Linked DNA regions of Zea mays: all the other regions are linked to region 4. Evidence: chromatin contacts called from public Hi-C data. All regions are on one chromosome and are shown on one strand. Each heading gives the region's core, a stretch centred on a gene start, on an enhancer-like site or on the middle of the called end of the contact. The rest is flanking DNA. Distances are from core to core; before and after follow the strand shown.

What was found. A called contact is a pair of places that touch in the nucleus more often than the background predicts.
Region 1: a Hi-C map of leaf shows a contact between it and region 4, with 6 times the contacts expected there. The contact joins the promoter of eIF4E1 here to the promoter of LOC606481 in region 4. A contact is called at or near these places in 3 of 25 Hi-C or Micro-C datasets (ear, leaf and tassel).
Region 2: a Hi-C map of ear shows a contact between it and region 4, with 2.8 times the contacts expected there. The contact joins the promoter of LOC542159 here to the promoter of LOC606481 in region 4. A contact is called at or near these places in 2 of 25 Hi-C or Micro-C datasets (ear and tassel).
Region 3: a contact with region 4 is called in a Hi-C map of leaf, with 6 times the contacts expected there. The contact joins the promoter of LOC100279254 here to the promoter of LOC606481 in region 4. A contact is called at or near these places in 2 of 25 Hi-C or Micro-C datasets (leaf and tassel).

The regions. Positions count from the first base shown.
Region 1 is chr3:134,030,542-134,034,583 of Zm-B73-REFERENCE-NAM-5.0, reverse strand. It overlaps eIF4E1 (eucaryotic initiation factor 6), which reads right to left and starts at 2,734. Exons shown (of 5, transcript NM_001174185.1): 1 at 2,377-2,734; 2 at 744-909; 3 at 521-646. The coding sequence starts at 2,624. It overlaps LOC109945285 (a long non-coding RNA gene), which reads right to left. Exons shown (of 2, transcript XR_002268413.2): 2 at 3,899-4,042.
Region 2 is chr3:133,967,086-133,971,047 of Zm-B73-REFERENCE-NAM-5.0, reverse strand. LOC542159 (bifunctional polymyxin resistance arnA protein) reads left to right here and starts at 1,596. Exons shown (of 9, transcript NM_001111781.2): 1 at 1,596-2,058; 2 at 2,206-2,298; 3 at 2,382-2,489; 4 at 3,759-3,873. The coding sequence starts at 1,771.
Region 3 is chr3:134,797,443-134,801,838 of Zm-B73-REFERENCE-NAM-5.0, reverse strand. It overlaps LOC100279254 (Protein RTF1-like protein), which reads left to right and starts at 1,457. Exons shown (of 2, transcript NM_001152275.1): 1 at 1,457-1,639; 2 at 1,784-4,059. The coding sequence starts at 1,819. The coding sequence ends at 3,762. It overlaps TRNAP-AGG (transfer RNA proline (anticodon AGG)), which reads right to left and starts at 42; the gene lies at 1-42.
Region 4 is chr3:134,434,724-134,439,151 of Zm-B73-REFERENCE-NAM-5.0, reverse strand. It overlaps LOC606481 (adenosine 5'-phosphosulfate reductase-like 7), which reads right to left and starts at 3,027. Exons shown (of 5, transcript NM_001112336.2): 1 at 2,756-3,027; 2 at 1,636-1,809; 3 at 1,632-1,633; 4 at 1,406-1,530; 5 at 367-1,312. The coding sequence starts at 2,932. The coding sequence ends at 900.

The sequences.
Region 1 (4,042 bases), core at 1,485-3,984, 400 kb after region 4:
GCAAGGAAAATAAGGGGGTGTTTGGAAGCAAAGTATTTTTGAGTTTTGAGGTGAAACCATGGTATTGGAGAATACCATGGCATTTTTTGCCAAGAGGTGTTTGGCTACCTTGTAACAAACTTTGCTTTGAATAACATAGTTTTGTAGATACTATGGTACTTTTGGAGTATTTGAAACTCTACTCCAACCCAAAGTCTATGACTAGCTTCTTGCACATGTATACTAAATATTATGGTTTGAGATATTTTGTCTCAAATCAAGTATTGTTTGGAGTGATATAAAAAATACTAGAGCTGTGGCATGACATTTCAAAACCATAGTATTCTAAAACCATGGTTTTGAAATACTTTGCTTCCAAACACGCCCTAAATAAGGTATGGTACAAGTGTTTCCAATGAAGATGTTAGTTGAGTAACTCAATATTATGAGAAAAGGCATGGTATTTGTTAGCAAGGAAAATAAATAAATTATGGTACAAGTGTTTCCAATGAAGAGGTTACTGTTACTACAGCGCATATACCTGAGCGGCTTCATTGGCAGCATTTTTTGTCCAAATAGCAATTCTTTCCTGCTTCCCACGCACACTGACAACTGCGCCACAAATTTCATCACCATAGTCGAATTGTTCACCAATCATAGCCAGCAGCTAAACAAAGGACAGTTGAAAGAATATAAGGTGGAGGACGTGTTAAGGAGAGATGTGCAAAACAAAGTTATCTTTCTGATAAAATAGAATTGCTTACAGTGTGCAGCCAAAATGTATCAGATTTTCCTCTTCCACAGCTGATGGTCCATTTACCACCATTCGCACAAATAGGGTCTTCCCATTTTGGCTCGATCTTGTTCTTGAAGCAATGGAAATCAGCTCCCACGATCAATTTGCTAGGGTGATTAATGTTATTGTAAAGCCTAGTAAAGCACAGATCCATTAGTTGGAATTGGAATATCATTAATAAATGGAAGTTAAAGCTGTACGAGGATGTAAAAGGAATGAAGCAGAGATCAGCAGATGTCTCAAACCACTGCTCCATCAAGAAACTAGAAAAAAGACCACTTATCAGAAGGAGAGAAGTTATCAGGAGAGAAGGGGTAAAACTGATATTGGTTGTGAACAATAGCAGGTTTCCAATCAACGAAACAACTTCACTAGTATAACCCACATAAATGGGCTTAAAATATAGGGCTTAAATAATAAAAAACGGCTCCAACAGTACTCTATTTTACAAATTTTTATCAAACAAATATAGGACATACCATGAAGTGACCCAAATGTACTACACCCCATGTTAGTGATCTATCCTTGTTTTCTACATTATTCTTAGCATTTTTTTATTAAAAAAAATGTAATTTACTTCCTAAAATACATGATTTAGGACTTAACTATTGGACCTCAATTTGTTTTTAGTGTTCTAAACACTTTAAATAATGTAGTGTTTTAATTTTTAGGACACTATTTCGAGACACCTTATTGAAGAAGCTCTTTGACACATCTTAAGGCATGGTGCATTAATATGCAGGGTACATGCCCTAAATGAAACCTCCAAAGAGTTCACAAATCTATGTAGAATAAAAGGTTTTGTGTGACGTTGGAGGCTCAATTTATTATTTACTCGAGTAAAGTGCACTTCCGGTCCTTAAATCTGTCTGGCTGTGTCAATCTGATCCATAAACTTTTAAAGTATGTCTTTTAAGGGCTTAATCTCTGTTCGATTACATCCTAACGGGCTGTCGTGGCTTATATGTCAGTCGTTGTGGTCTGTTAGACCCCCACCCCATCCACCCTTCTCTCTTCTTCCTCAACGACTGCATGTGGGCCACAGCAACCTGTTAGGACTTAATAGAGACTCAAACAGAGATTGAGCTCTTAAGAGACATACTTTAAAATTTGATGTACAGAATTGACACAGCAGAAAAGTTTAAGGATCAGAAGTGAACTTTACTCTTATTTACTCCACGGTCCCAAATTGTAAGGAGTTCTAACCTTTTACTGATCCAAATATTATATATCATGTATGTGGTTTGAATATGTGTCTAGATTCATTAACATGGATATGGATGTAGACGGGAAAAAGAGAGCCAAAACCCCTTACATTTTGGACGGAAGGAGTACTCAATCAAAAGGCAACAGTAGCAGCTAGGATATGTCAAGAGTTTCGGCTCGGATCCGTGAACTGAAGGGTGACAGGTTGGGCTCATATATAGATTTACGTAACATCTAAGTGGCTAGCACTAGTCACCGAATTAATTTACCAATTACATGAGCATGCGGCGGCCCTCGGTCGGAGGATTTGTAACGGAAAAGAGAAACAGTGGGATGCGATCAGGGGAAGAGGATAGAAGGACGAGGGAGGGCGAATCTGAAGAGAATGAACGCACCCCCAGAATTCCTCGACGGTGGAGAAGGTGTGTATGGGGCGGATGGAGCTCCCCCAGGCGGCCTGCTTGGACTTGCTCTGCGGGTTGTCGAACCAGAAGGTCCAGGAGTGCTCGAGCGGGTGCGTGGCGGGCGGGGAAGGAGCGCAGGCGAGGTCGGTGATCTCGCCCTCCTCCCTGTCGTCGTCCTCGGGCGCGGGGCGGCCTCGGGAGCCCGCGGAGGCAGGCCTGGTGTCGGTCTCCTCGGCCATGGCGTGGCGGCTGTGGTGAGAGAGGCTTTTCTTTACGCCGGGCGGACGGAGACGGAGACGGAGACGGAGAACGCGGGGCCGCCGCCTCGCTTGTCTAGGTTTCCTTTCCCTTTGATCCCTTCAGTTCTCCTCCTCTCTTCTCATAGAAATGGGCCAGGCCAGGCCAGGCCCATGGTAGGTGGTTGGGATAGACCAGCTTCTCGTCAAATTCATTATAACACTGTCCGAATTGTAGATTTATGAAAAAAAATATTCAAAGGATTAGATTCACTGTCAAAAAACTGGAATCTCAACAAAATAGGTACAACAGCAGAATAGATTCTTAAAAATCTATAAATTCCTCTAGTCTAATTTAGAATCACCCCTTACCTTAGACTTTCCATATTTCTATTATTCGTATTACAAGCTATCATGCTCTTATAGAATTATATTTTAGCTTTTCCAAAACGACCAGCTCGCGGCAGTTTTCTCATAGCTCAAAGCAAGGTTTAAAATAGCGGGCTATGCAAACTAGCGGCAACATTTTTTTAGGCTACGAGGCTATAGCGCAGGTATAGCGTAGCTATAGCAAATAGTGGATTTGTAAAAAATAACACAGACATAGTCAATAAGACTGACAATAACACAGTCAAAGTTGGAGTTGTACAACCATCCAACAATTGTAGCATATGCAGCAATGCAGCATTCAATCAATAGTTGACATTGTGACACCTTAGCAAACACCAAACAGCGAGCAGCTGTAGACTGGAAAGCAGCTTAATAAAGCGGTAAAGCCTTAAACAAACAACACAGAGGCCAAAAGAGTTTAGCAGCAAACAATTCAATAGTTCCAACTTTTAAAATACTACTTACTACAATAGCAAACAAGTAGTTCATCAGTTCACCAAGGTAGCATTGTAGCAAGTTAGCTACATAATACCATGATCCAGACATCCATTACATAACAAAATTATTATTAGTGCAATAGTGTAAGTGAACTACTACTAGTGCATTCTATTCATCAAACACGGAGTTATCCGAATCAGAAGAATGAGAACTTGAGGACTCTTGATCCATGTCAACATGTGCATCATCTTCTTCTGAATCAGAGGATGAAGCAAGCTTAGGTTCATCATCATTGCATTCATTAATATCAATGAGCTTCCTTGTCCTTGTCTTTCTTCTAGGCTGAATTTCTCTCTTCCTTTTTCCCGTTTCTATTGTTGTCCTTGATGACTGACCTTGTGCATTTGTAGCTTCAACAAATTCAGTGTTTTGTGCTTGTTCTTGTTCAATTGATGCAACTCTAGTGATCCACTCATTGCCACTATCTTCTAGGATATCAGGAACCTGCTTCTCAATTGGGTCTCTTGATTTGTTCTCTTTTTTTTGCTTCAACTTTGAGTTAAATTTGACGAACACAAGGTCCCTCATCCTAT
Region 2 (3,962 bases), core at 347-2,846, 470 kb after region 4:
GGTGCACCACTAAAATTCAACTCAGAACACTGCGCTCTCGGGTTTCTGCGAAGGGAAGACACTGCCGTGGACCAGCCTGGCCCCACCTGGCAGAGGGTGCACCGGACAGTCCGGTGCACACCGGACAGTCCGGTGCCCCTAAGCCAGAAACCCTAACTCTTGTTTTTCAGCTTATTTTCAAATCGGTTTTTGCTCTAACTTGTGTGTGAGTTCTAGAGTGACACCTAGCACTGTATATGAGTGTGATTGTGCACCAACACTACACTAGAACTCTCTTGGTCAAACTACTCATCGACAACCCCTCTTTATAGTACGGCTAAAAGAGAATAAAAGACCTAACTAAATCGCGAGTGTCCACATCTCCTTGACACTCGGACTCCGTAGACCTTCACCTTTTGTTCCGTTGTTTTAGCCGTCGCTTCGAGTTCTTATCTCCGGGATTGCTTTCACATTGTAGTGCTTTTACCTGTCATGCGACCTAACTTACCATTTGTCTCTGCAAAACACACGTTAGTCACATATAATATTACGTTGTCATTAATCACTAAAACCAACCAGGGGCCTAGATGCTTTCACTAGACGTATGGCTGCTTCGATGGTTGCTGCTTCAAGACTAGGAGTGTATGGCTAGGAAGACGTCTTGCATGTGAATAGAATTAAAAATCCCTAGAATCTCTACCTTGCCTTGTGTGTGTATGCATAGACGGTAGTGGATCCACATTAGCCAGAAAACCACCGTATATGGAATAAACTGCCATAAACTTCTTCGCTGTCATTTACTCTCTAATCATATGCAGAGCAAGGGCACAGTGTCCATATTAGCTAGAAAACCACTGCACGCCTTGTTTCATGGGAAAAATTGAGAATCTTAGACGCCTTGGAAGGAGGGAGTATTGTGTTTTAACAGTATCTTATACTTGGAGTACCGTGCAACCCTAAACCAAACACCCCCTATAGTAGTTCTCTAAGAGACTACCTAAATCATTAATTTAGGTAGTTAACTTAAAAACTCCTATCTAGCAGCTCTCTAAATGAACTTCCTAAATTTATTCACTTCTAATCTAATCTCATTTCCTTCCTACATTTGGCAACCATTTACCAACTCCCAAAACATAAAAACTGGTGCATTTTTTTTATTTCAACGACTTTTCCTATTCTGCAGTTAATATAGATTAACATAGCCAATGCGTCGGCAGTGGAAGATGCATAATTGCAATAGCTAGTAAGCTAGAGATTAAATAATTGATAATACAACAATTATACATGCATAAGTCAGGAACAACTGAATAAATAATTGTAACAACAAAATCGAAAGGCTGGGAAGGCCACAATTTTGAGATCGAGTTGAGGAAGGGAGACGAAAATAAAAAGAAAAATTGACTTGTCCAGCAAAAACTAGTGACATGATAAGTTTTAATATATTTAGAAAATAATATATAGATAATTATTGGAGAAGATGATTTTTTTTGCTTTCTATATCATTTAAAGATTTGCTAAATCTAGAATTTAGGTAGTGAAATTATACATCACTATTTGAGCTGCTCTTGATTCTTGAAACGGAGTCTATCGAATTTTTACACCCTCACTCCGTCCCACCGTAAATAGGCAGACACATCAGAAGAGAGAGGGAGCACCCTTCCGAAGCCACGCCACCGACATCGCCTCGTGACCCGACGCACTGCGCCAGGGACCCAGCCAGCTAGCTACATCCACTGATCCACGCGCATTCCCCGTACCACCGCCACCGCGCCGCGTCACGGAAGGAGGAGGATGTCGTCGTCTCCCTCGCCGGCGGCCACCCGCCTGGATCTGGATGGCAACCCCATCGCTCCCCTCACCATCTGCATGATCGGCGCCGGCGGCTTCATCGGCTCCCACCTCTGCGAGAAGCTAATGGCCGAGACGCACCACACCGTCCTCGCTGTTGACGTCTACTGCGACAAGATCCGCCACCTTGTCGACCCCGCGCCGCCGCACCTCGCCGGGCGCATCTCATTCCACCGCCTTAACATAAAAAACGACTCCAGGCTAGAGGGGCTCATCAAGATGGCCGATCTGGTCAGTTAGTGCCTATTCTTCCACCTATCTTCCTTTTTTCTTTCTCGATTGCTTACTACTACTTGGAATGCATTTCGAATTGACTCACGGATTTCCTCATCCTCTCCTGCCATGCTGCTGCTGCTTGGATCTGATCTGCGCGCCAAGACCATAAACCTGGCCGCGATCTGCACGCCGGCCGACTACAACACTCGCCCACTTGACACCATCTACAGCAACTTCATCGACGCACTCCCAGTGGTACGATTACCTACTATCAGCATCATCACACAAACACAAGACAGAACATGTCAATGTCACTCATCACTCACTCTCCTGTCCAGGTCAAGTACTGCTCCGAGAACAGCAAGCGTCTCATCCACTTCTCCACCTGCGAGGTCTACGGCAAGACCATCGGCAGCTTCCTCCCCAAAGACCACCCGCTCCGCAAGGTGCCTAATTGTTTTCTTTTTGCTGGCTCGCCCAATAAATAAAACGATTCGAGATCTGCTGCAGGTTTGATAAATTATCCTGTCCTCGTAGCACGTACGGTGTTGTATCAAGGTTGGGCTGGATTTTGGTGTTTGGTGGGGATAGATTTTCTAGTTGAGGCTTGTCTCGTTGTCGGTGGCCGCTGGGACATGCTCTCTTGTATTTCCATGCTCAATTCTTGTTGTGATGATTGTGCTAGGATGCATTGACTTTTCAGGAACAGAATAGAATACTCTTACTTTGTATGGTTTGACTGCATAGCTCTGGTCTTTCCTGTTGCTATTCCCTATATCTCTGTAGTTGGTTGTCCAATACCATTTTTCTCACTTCATGCCTTTTGGAAATATGTATTGTTTAAAGCTTCAACCCATGTCATGCTTGCGTGCTTGCTATTAGTCTGTTATTGATCCCCATTCTCTTGCAAGAGATTTGGAAAGCGTGCCATTATCAGGACCTGTCTTTCTCCAATTGCATTTTCTACTGCATCATTTATGGATTGTCAACGAACTAAAGGCATACATCAAGGCTCAGTGTTTAATTGATCAGTGACTCTTATTTGGTCATGGTTATTTTCCAAGTAAAGTCTGATCTTGTTTACTGCTGCCATGATATCAACCTGTTATTTCTATCTGAAGTTCCTCACTGTATTTGTACTGTAGTCATGCTAATTCTGTGAGAATGATTTGTGTCACTATGGTGTTCTTCTGTTCTTGTAGACTATTTGTATTCATTTGTTTGACATCTGGTTATTAATGTGAACAGTAATTAGACCAGTTCAAACCTCAGGTCGGGTTCGGGTCGGGTCGTGGGTCATTTAGCACGGCCCCTACCCGACCCGTGCCTAGTGTCGGGTCGGGTTGGCCCGTGCCACCCTGATTGACGTGTTGGGTCGGGTTTTTTTCGGGTTGGGTCGGGTTTTTTGGGTTGGTCGGGTTTTGGGTCAAAAATCATGGCCCGTACCCGCCTGTGAATTGTTGCGGGTCAAAAATTGCGGCTTGTACCCGTCTGTTGCATTGGTCGGGTCGGGACAGGTTTTTTTGGTCAGGTCAGGTTGGTCGGGTCGGGTGGTCCATGATCAGGTCTAACAGTAATACATCAACACCATTGGATAAGAGGATTACTTCTGAATCTTTCCATAACTTAATGTGGTGAATTGATAATTCTGTTTGTTGTATTGTGGTGATACCTGTCCATTTCTGATGTTTGTGCTCCTCTTATATTTCAAACAGGAGCCTGAATTTTATGTTCTTAAAGAAGATGAGTCGCCCTGTATTTTTGGTCCAATCGTGAAACAAAGATGGTCCTATGCATGCGCAAAGCAACTTATTGAGAGGCTTGTATTTGGTTAGTAAATTAGCTTGTTATTTTTGCCACTGTGTAGCTGATGGTCTTCCTTCTCGTTTTAATTATTATTGTCATTTTTTTATTGAACA
Region 3 (4,396 bases), core at 208-2,707, 360 kb before region 4:
CTCGCACCCTAAGCGAGAATCATACCACTAGACCAAATGCCCTGTGATGCCAAACACTTTGGTTTATATTAAAAATGCATATGACTCTTTTGGCCATTCAGTTCCCGCAGAGCCATCAACGGCTAACTCTGATCCACAGCAAGAAGAATGCACCCCATTGCTGTCCGAAGGATTCACGTCGCCCTTAAGCAGCCAAGCTAGTACTGCAAGTCTGCAACAAACGCCGGAGGCAGTCTGTCTGAACATGCCGACCAACGAATTCAGAGACTTCAAACTTAAATACTCCTCGAGTTCAGTACCTTTAATTTGTACAATGATGTCTAGATCATATACATTATATCTAGACTTCAAACTTAGGCCATCTTCAACAATCGCGGACATATAAGCGTACAAAACACGAAACATTGTTTTACAATGTAGATACACTATTTACAGAATGGTGTTTGAAATTTAAAATAAGATAAGGAGGATGCTAAAAATAGCCTTAGTTCTCACGACGCATATTGATGCACCTAATACAATTGCAAGGTCCAAATAAAAAACAACGAACAGCTATTTTAACGTGATTTTTTTAACTATAGCCTAAAATTCGTTTCTATTAAAAATTAAACTTAGAACCTGAGTAGTGCTACTCAAACCACCTAACTCGGCTAGAGACTCTTTCACTAATGCATTTGTTATAGAAATAGTATTATATAAGAAACAAGGCTCGGATCCCACGCCTAAATATAGTATGTAAAAGTAGCAAATATATAAATACATTGTACAAATATCAAGTATATCCATCTAAATACTATTACAAAAAGTCTAGCATTATTCAATCATCCATTCAACATCACTACCAGTAATTAGATAAAGTAGCAACACTAAGATAATACCACATAACACAATACATGTTTCATGACATGGTCGTCAAATAGTTGTTAAGCCTCCATGATACTATTGATCAAAAGATTGTTAAATAGTCAAAAATAAAAGGTTGTTAAGCCTCCATGATACTATTGATCAAAAGATTGTTAAATAGTCAAAAATAAAAGATGGATGACCGTAACCCAAGTTCATGTTTTTGACCAAGTTTATACTGGTTATTCTATACCCACGGGTTAACGGATATGACAGTGGAATGTTCTAAAACCTATTTACCTGTTAGGTAAAAGTTTTTGTCAAATAAGTAACACATAGATAGAATATTTAGTATATATATTAATAAAATAAATATACATCGAGTATTGGGTCACGGGTACCTATTGCCATCTCTAAACGGAACAAGCTAAATTAGTTGACACTTGACAGTACTAGTAGCATGCAAAATCTACTCTGTCGGGCTGTGCTGCCATGCCACGATCGTGTTTCAAAAAAAAAAAAAAAACGGATGTCGTGCTGAGCCACAGGCTGCGTGCGGCCTGCGGGGCACATGTATATAGCAGACCAGACCAACAATGCCCTCACGGCCCACCCCGATCTCATAATCGTCGTCTTCTTCCACTTCGACGCGGCTAGGGCCGGCGCAACCATCTCCTCTTCTCTTCTGGCGGCTTCTCCGTCCCGTCGATCAACCGCGCCGCCTTCGCCAGTATACCCCGCATTGAGCCGTCATCGTTACCTGCGCCGACCGGCACCTCTGTAGCCTCTTCTCCAGGTGCGTGTCCTATTCATCCTCCTCGGAGCTGCTGCGAGCTGTGGTTCCTCCCACAGATCCAGGATGGACCGACGGTTCCTGTTTTATCTAGGTTTTCGGAGGTGTGGAAGGATCTTTTGTCATGGGGTTGTTTTGGTTGTGTAGGGATTGCACGAGGAGGAGGAGGTTCGGGCTTCGCCATGTCGAAGTCGAACCTAGATGATCTGCTTCTGCAGGCAGCCGGCCGGACGGGGAAGAACCACTCCCGGCCGAGCAACCCGCGGTGGAACTCTGGGGGAAGCGGCTCCGACGGCTTCGACGACGACGACTCGGACGCCGCGCCGACCTACTCGAGGAAGAAGCCTTCGTCGCAGGTTCCGCTCAAGAAGCGGCACCAGCCAGAGCAGGGCGGCCGGCGTGGCAGTGGCGGGTGGAAGGACGAGGACGACGAGGACGAAGACGGGCGTCGCAGTGGCGGGGAGGACTCGGACAGCGCCCCTTCGGTGGGGAGTGACCTATACAAGGATGAGGACGACAAGGAGCGTCTGGAGAACATGTCTGAGCTGCAAAGGGAGATGATCCTGGCTGATCGGGGCACCCGCCTCGATGATTACAAGCTCAAGCAGCGGGCACGAGCGTCCTCGTCCAAGACGGACAAGGTGGGCGCACGGAAGGATAGCAGTCCACCCCCGCCGCCCAGCCGGATGCGGTCTTCAACCCGAGCTGACAAGTCTGGGTCCGCAGCTAAGAGCGCGTTGGACGAGCTGCGGGCAAAGCAGCGGATGCGGCAACAGGCTCCGGAGGCACGCAGGTTCACGGACCTGCTCCCACGTAGTGGCTCACCAACTAGGCGCAGGGCTGGGAGCCCTCCAAGTGATGGGAGCAACGATGGGGATGGCAGGGGGAGGCCTAATGACCATGGGAGGATCGCTGACGATAGCAGGGATGACGAATTTGATGAGTCGCCGAGTAGGCTTGATCCACTCAAGTTTGATGACGTGAAGAGTATTACCCTCAGGAGGTCAAAGCTGGTGAAATGGTTCATGGAGCCGTTCTTTGATGATCTAATTTCTGGGTGTTTTGTGCGGCTAGGTATTGGCCAGACAAAGAATGGGACCCCGAGGTACAGGCTGTGCATAGTGAGGAACGTGGATGCAAGCGATCCAGACCGGAATTACAAACTGGAAAGCTACTCGACATGCAAATATCTCAATGTTGTGTGGGATAGTGAGGCTAATGCTGCGCGGTGGCAGATGACTCAAGTATCGGATTCCCCACCCAACGAAGAAGAGTTCAAGGAATGGCTGCAAGAGGCAGAGAAGCATGGTGCACGTATACCGACCCGGCAGGAAGTGCTGGACAAGAAAGAAGCCATCCAGGAGGCCTATAATTTTGTGTATTCAGCTGCAACTGTACAGCAGATGCTGCGAGAGAAATCAGCTGTGAGACGCCCTATCAATATTGCTGCTGAGAAGGATCGGTTGAGGAGTGAGTTGGAGATGGCCCTGAGCCGTAGGAATGAAGCTGAAGCAGAGAGGATTCGTGTGAAGCTGAAAAATCTGCAAAGCAGGCCACAACCGGTGTCAAAGGATAATAAGGCTGCAAAGTTGGAGGCTATGAACCGGAAGAATCGTGCTGATAACTTCAAGAACGCTTCGGAACTGAAACCTGTAAATACATCTTTGAAGGCTGGAGAGGCTGGTTATGACCCTTTCTCGAGGAGGTGGACAAGATCAAGAAACTATTATGCATCAAAGCCAGGAGGAGATAATGCTGAAGAAACTGCCAACAAGTCCAGTAGTATTGTAGAGCCTAGCAATGGAGATATAAAGAGCAAGGCTCAGACTGGTACATCAGCCACAACTGCAGCTCAAGTGGCAGCAGCTGACGCCGGGAAGCTCACTGATACTAATGCACCAGTGGATCTGGGAACAGAATCGAATGTGATGCATACATTTGAACTTCCTATATCATTGTCTGCTTTGCAAGAATTTGGTGGAGCCAAGGGCCTGTTTGATGGTTACATGGCAAGGAGGCAGAAGATAGAAGCTACAATGGGGTACAAGGTGCCTGACAACGATGGAAGGAGGCATGCTTTAACCTTGAGTGTGAGTGATTACAAAAGGCGGCGGGGTCTCCTCTGAATGGTATCTCTGATTGTGCTGGACGCTCAACGGATTCAACTATATTCCTGGCGTCAGCACCTATGTGCATTTGCTGTGACAATTGTGCAGATCATCTGCATTTTGCCTTATCTTCCTAGGCGTAACATAAGACATGCAGACTACAATTCTTTTGCATAAATGTTACCTGATGTATGACCGATTATGTTGCTGACATCACGTTTACATCTGTGGATTTTGCTTACATCTTATCCTTGCTAGCTGCAAAAAACCGGATTCCATAATTAGATGAATTAAATTCAATGTATCTTTCATTTTTCTGATTCATGTTTTACATGGTCTGATACATGAACATCAGAACATACATAGTGGAGCTTGCTTATTAACGGCCTCATTTGTGGTCCGAAGAAGTCTTTCTTGCTCCAACTATTACTTGGTTGTTTTTTCCTGTTTTTTTCTTTTATTGATCCCTCTTTGAGACTGTTGTGTTCATGCTGAAATTACAGTATTCTGTTGAACACCGCAATTTGAAGGTACTGCAGTTGTGTATTCTGTCTGTCCGATGCTTAGTATAAAAGGTATCTGTAAATATTCAGTGACCAAAATTACTGTTCATAGAGTAATTCTGGGTACCTGTAAAGTGAAATCTTTGTAG
Region 4 (4,428 bases), core at 1,778-4,277:
GAATAACCGAACAAACCTTAAATAGATTGCAAAAAACCATGGTAATGTGTTACATTGTCGTTACACACATTGGTGAAGTCCATGGTTCAACACCTATCATTGGAGGGAGCCATTGGAGGCCGCCTGAGTCTGACTTTGTTTCCTGATGTGACATCATCAAGAGAGGTAGTTGATGATCTTGCCCTAAATTACAGCGCATCGTCTCTATCTATTGTTGACGTCCATGAGGAGGTTGTCAATGGAGGACGTTTCTGTCAAAGTCTGAGCAGAATCCTGGCTAAGATTTTCGAATCTGATTTGTTTCAAGTTTCAACATCCATCAATCAAGAATGAAAGGTCACAATATATATAGGCGAAGCAAACAAAGACTTGTACAGAAAACGACACTGAAGGATGTCCATGGACCATTCATCCATTACCGATTACATGATGAAAACGACTACTGTTACAGTATGATTTACAAAGGCTCCACCACGGTGTGTCCCTAAGATTTACTACATGCTACAAACAGGATGCATGTTTCTGAGCAGAGAGAGCCAGAGACCTCACTTATCTGTCTCAATATGTACTTCGTCAAGTGCATGCAATGATGCAATTCAATGAATCAGCCAGCGTGTTCTCATGCTGTCAGTCAGGGCAACAACTAATATGCAATCAGACTTTATGTACAATCATGCAAACAAGACTCCTGGTCTGTTAGATTATGATCCAACGATATATCACATTTAATATTTAAACCTTTCCATCACCGACTCATGTAGATTTATAGAAAACCCATAACAAATCAAAATTATATCTACAGTTGGATCGTAATCTAACAAACCTAGAGCCTTACTTAAATGCTTACAGATAAAATCATTGCATATTAGTTGTTGCTGTCAGTTAGATGGTCGAGCCAATCAGTCCAACAGCAACCCGTGGATCGGAGAAGGTCGCCCACCAAGGGGCAACGAAGTTAGGGCTGCCCAGACCCTACCGTTCTCATTAGCTCCAACCACGAGCCTCAACTTGCTCCACACCTTCCTCACATCCACGGCGTGAGGCACGCATTCAAGCAGCTGGGCCAATCTGCCGAGGATTCCGAGGTTGATCTGCTCGCGGTATCCGGTCCACAAGTCTTGGATGAGGGCAAATGACTTTGGGAAGAAGAAAAAGAACACCCTCATGCAAATAAACAGGATGCTCAATGCAAGGTAGGGTTCTCGCTTCACTGTTTCACTAATAATTGAGCTGTTCCAAGCCTTTGCATAGCCGTCTGTGCTTTGCGCTGCGCTCCACTTCCGGCTACCGATGTATGCCACTGGCTCTTCACCTGCATCAAAACCAAACTCTCATTTAATAAGTAACTAAATTGTTTTTTTATTTCTTCTTCTCCATCAATAACATTCTAAATTCCAATACGTACCTGTAGCAGCAGTGTAAAGGCTGACCAGGGAGTCGAGATCTTTGGAACCAAGAGGCCAGAACACGTGTGAGTTGCGAGCTATTATTATGGAAGGCAGTGCACGGACATGGTACCTTGACAAAATGCTGCAGATTATATATACAAGGAAAGAGATGTCTCACTTACATGCATTATTAGCTATTATTATGAAAGGTAATTACTGCGTTCCAGCATATTCGGGTCTTACGCTTCATGATGCTGGACTCTTCCACGGCCAAGTGCTTAACCCGTGGAAACATTGAGCTCAGATCATCAAAGACTGATCTGGTTCTTTGAGAGAAAGGGCACCATGATGCATAGAAAAGGACAGCCGTGTGCTTTTCCTTGCCATCCAACATCCTCAGAAGCTCCTCCCCACTAACAACCTGCCAAAACTTTTGGAAGTGAGCTTCATACCGTATTATTAGACACCAAACCTCCATACTACACACACGATAAAACTCCAGGCCAATCCAGTAAAAGTCAACCTTTGCAAATGATCATACATACTTGATGCTCTTCCCTTATCACATTTAAGCCACTCGCCAGAATTAAAGAGCACAACAACATTTAACTTTTAGCCGTCCCAGTCCCTGATCCTACCGAGTTGACTGTAAATTAGTCCTGAGAGTTCCCATTAGTTGTTCTGGTGCTACACTGATAGATACTCACTACTGAATGAATTTTTGAGTCATTCCAACTAGGACCCATGTGCATCAAACGCTTAAATAACTGGGAAATATACAAATAACGTAAGGGAAACAGTTCACAAACCCCAACAATACACTATAGAAAGTAAAACGAAGGACCACGGACATAGGCCACGCACCCTACTGTTCTTGACGCTGTTTGCGTTGACTAGTTGAATTATATTTATACTTGAACACACAAGAACATGCAGATTCCGTCAACAACAAACAAGGGAAGGGGGTCAAGAAAGTGATCCTGTGTACAAAGAAAGATTAATGGAAACCAATCTACTAAAGTACAGCTTGATCCAGGCGCCTCTATTCACCCCGGCCCGTAAAAAAACTTAGGAAACAAAATTTTCTGCCCATGGTTCGCCAGGGAGAATCCACGCTAATCAGTGAAGTAAACAAAAGGAGCTAAACTTCTGGGATGGAAACAGCAATACATCATCGATCAAGAAGTATGAACAGCACAGGAATTTCTCGGCATGAGCATCGGAGCAAAGTGTGAGATCCGCCAGAACCGTACGCTAATAAACCGCCCGGTTTGTTTGGCTTCGCCCTGCCCGAGAGAACTAAATATTGCCGGCTTGCCGCCAACTAGGCAACCACACGGCCGGAGGTAGGGCTCAGAGACACGCACCTCGTAGGGGGGCCAGTACCCCTCCGTCGAGACGGGGCAGGTTGCCCGGAGCGCGGCGGCGAACGGCGGCAGCCCGTACTCCAGCCCCGGACACTGTCCCAGATACTGCCGCGCCGGGCGTGCATACGCACCAGGCAGCGCCAGCAGCAGAAGCAGGGGGAGGAGGACGCGGGTCATGGCGACGGCCGACGGAGGCGAGAGGCGAGAGAGAGAGAGAGAGAGGAGAGAGGAGTGAGTTTTCTTGGCTTTCTAGAGGGTCAGCTTTGGGAATCTTTCGAGGTTTGGTGTGCCCTTCGTGGAATCAGGGTTTGATTAGACTACCCGTGCTTCGGCCGGCAGGATTCTCCACGAACGTAGCCGCTGCCAGCTGACGTGTGGGTCCGGCAACAGGGTAACCCTGCTGGGCAGCGGCCGGACATTACGGTAGAGGAGTCACTCGTAGCTTTCGGATAGATAGGTGGTGATGACGGGTCAAAACCTGCAAAAAGTATGGCCTAACTTTTTTCTTGGGATTAAAGTTTACCCATATCATATCACATATTTGAATGTATATTAATTGTATTAAGCATGTCTCGTCCTCTATATTCATCCTCTATATCTATCATTTATGGTCTCCTTTAAAAGATTCTATCCTCTATATCTACTTCATCTCCAACAACGTTCTCTAAATCACATCATCTATATATAAATACCTATATTAGAATATTTTTTATTTTTTTGTATATACATATTTATCATACTCTCAAATGTATTGTACATATTTTAGTTTTGCTAAACCGATTATTTAAAGCATTCAAATAGATAGAGGACCATTTATAGAAACTCTATATATGGAGAATTCAACAGCGTCCTCTAAATTTATAGGACCGTTTAGAGGACGCTGCCGGAGAGCGTAGAGGACCGTTTGATCCTCTATATTTAGAGTACATGAGGCTTTATGGGCTCTTGTTGGAGCCAACCTAAGAATAGAGCTTCGGACTCTGGTTTTTATAGAAAAAACTCAGAGCCCTGTCAAACACCCTTTTTAACGAGTTACTGCTAAAAGCACATAAAAACGAGAGCTATTTTTGTGTTATGGAGAAGAAGTCACAAATAATAGCTTCAGCGACTCTAGCCCTAGCTCTGACACTTTATTACAGTGAAATGACTCTGACTTTAGGATAATTTGTTTTTGCTAAACAATTTGCGAAATGGCTTTAGTTCTACCAAAAAAGATGTTTTTCAGTAAAAACCAGAGTTAGAGTTGTTTTTAGGGAAGCTAGAGCCCTAACAAACAGGCCCTAAATATAGTCTAATTATAAAACTAATAACACAACTAAATACTAAACAATAGAATTTTAAGCCCAATAAATCCATGATTAGCAAATACTTACTATAACATCATATGATCGAATCATTGACTAATTAGACTTAAAAGATTGGTGAAAGGGAAATAGGCTTACACCTTTTCCTAAATAGATTTTGGTGGTTGAATTGCCCAACACAAATAATTGGACTAACTAGTTTGCTCTAGTCTATAAATTTAAAGGCGCCAAAGGTTCACAGTAAGCCAATAAAAAGACCAAGAAAGGGTTCAAACAAAGAGAGCAAAAGACAACCGAAAGGCACCCTGGTCTGGCGCACCGGACAGTGTCCGGTGCACCAGGGCACTCGACGCTGAACTCGCTACCTTC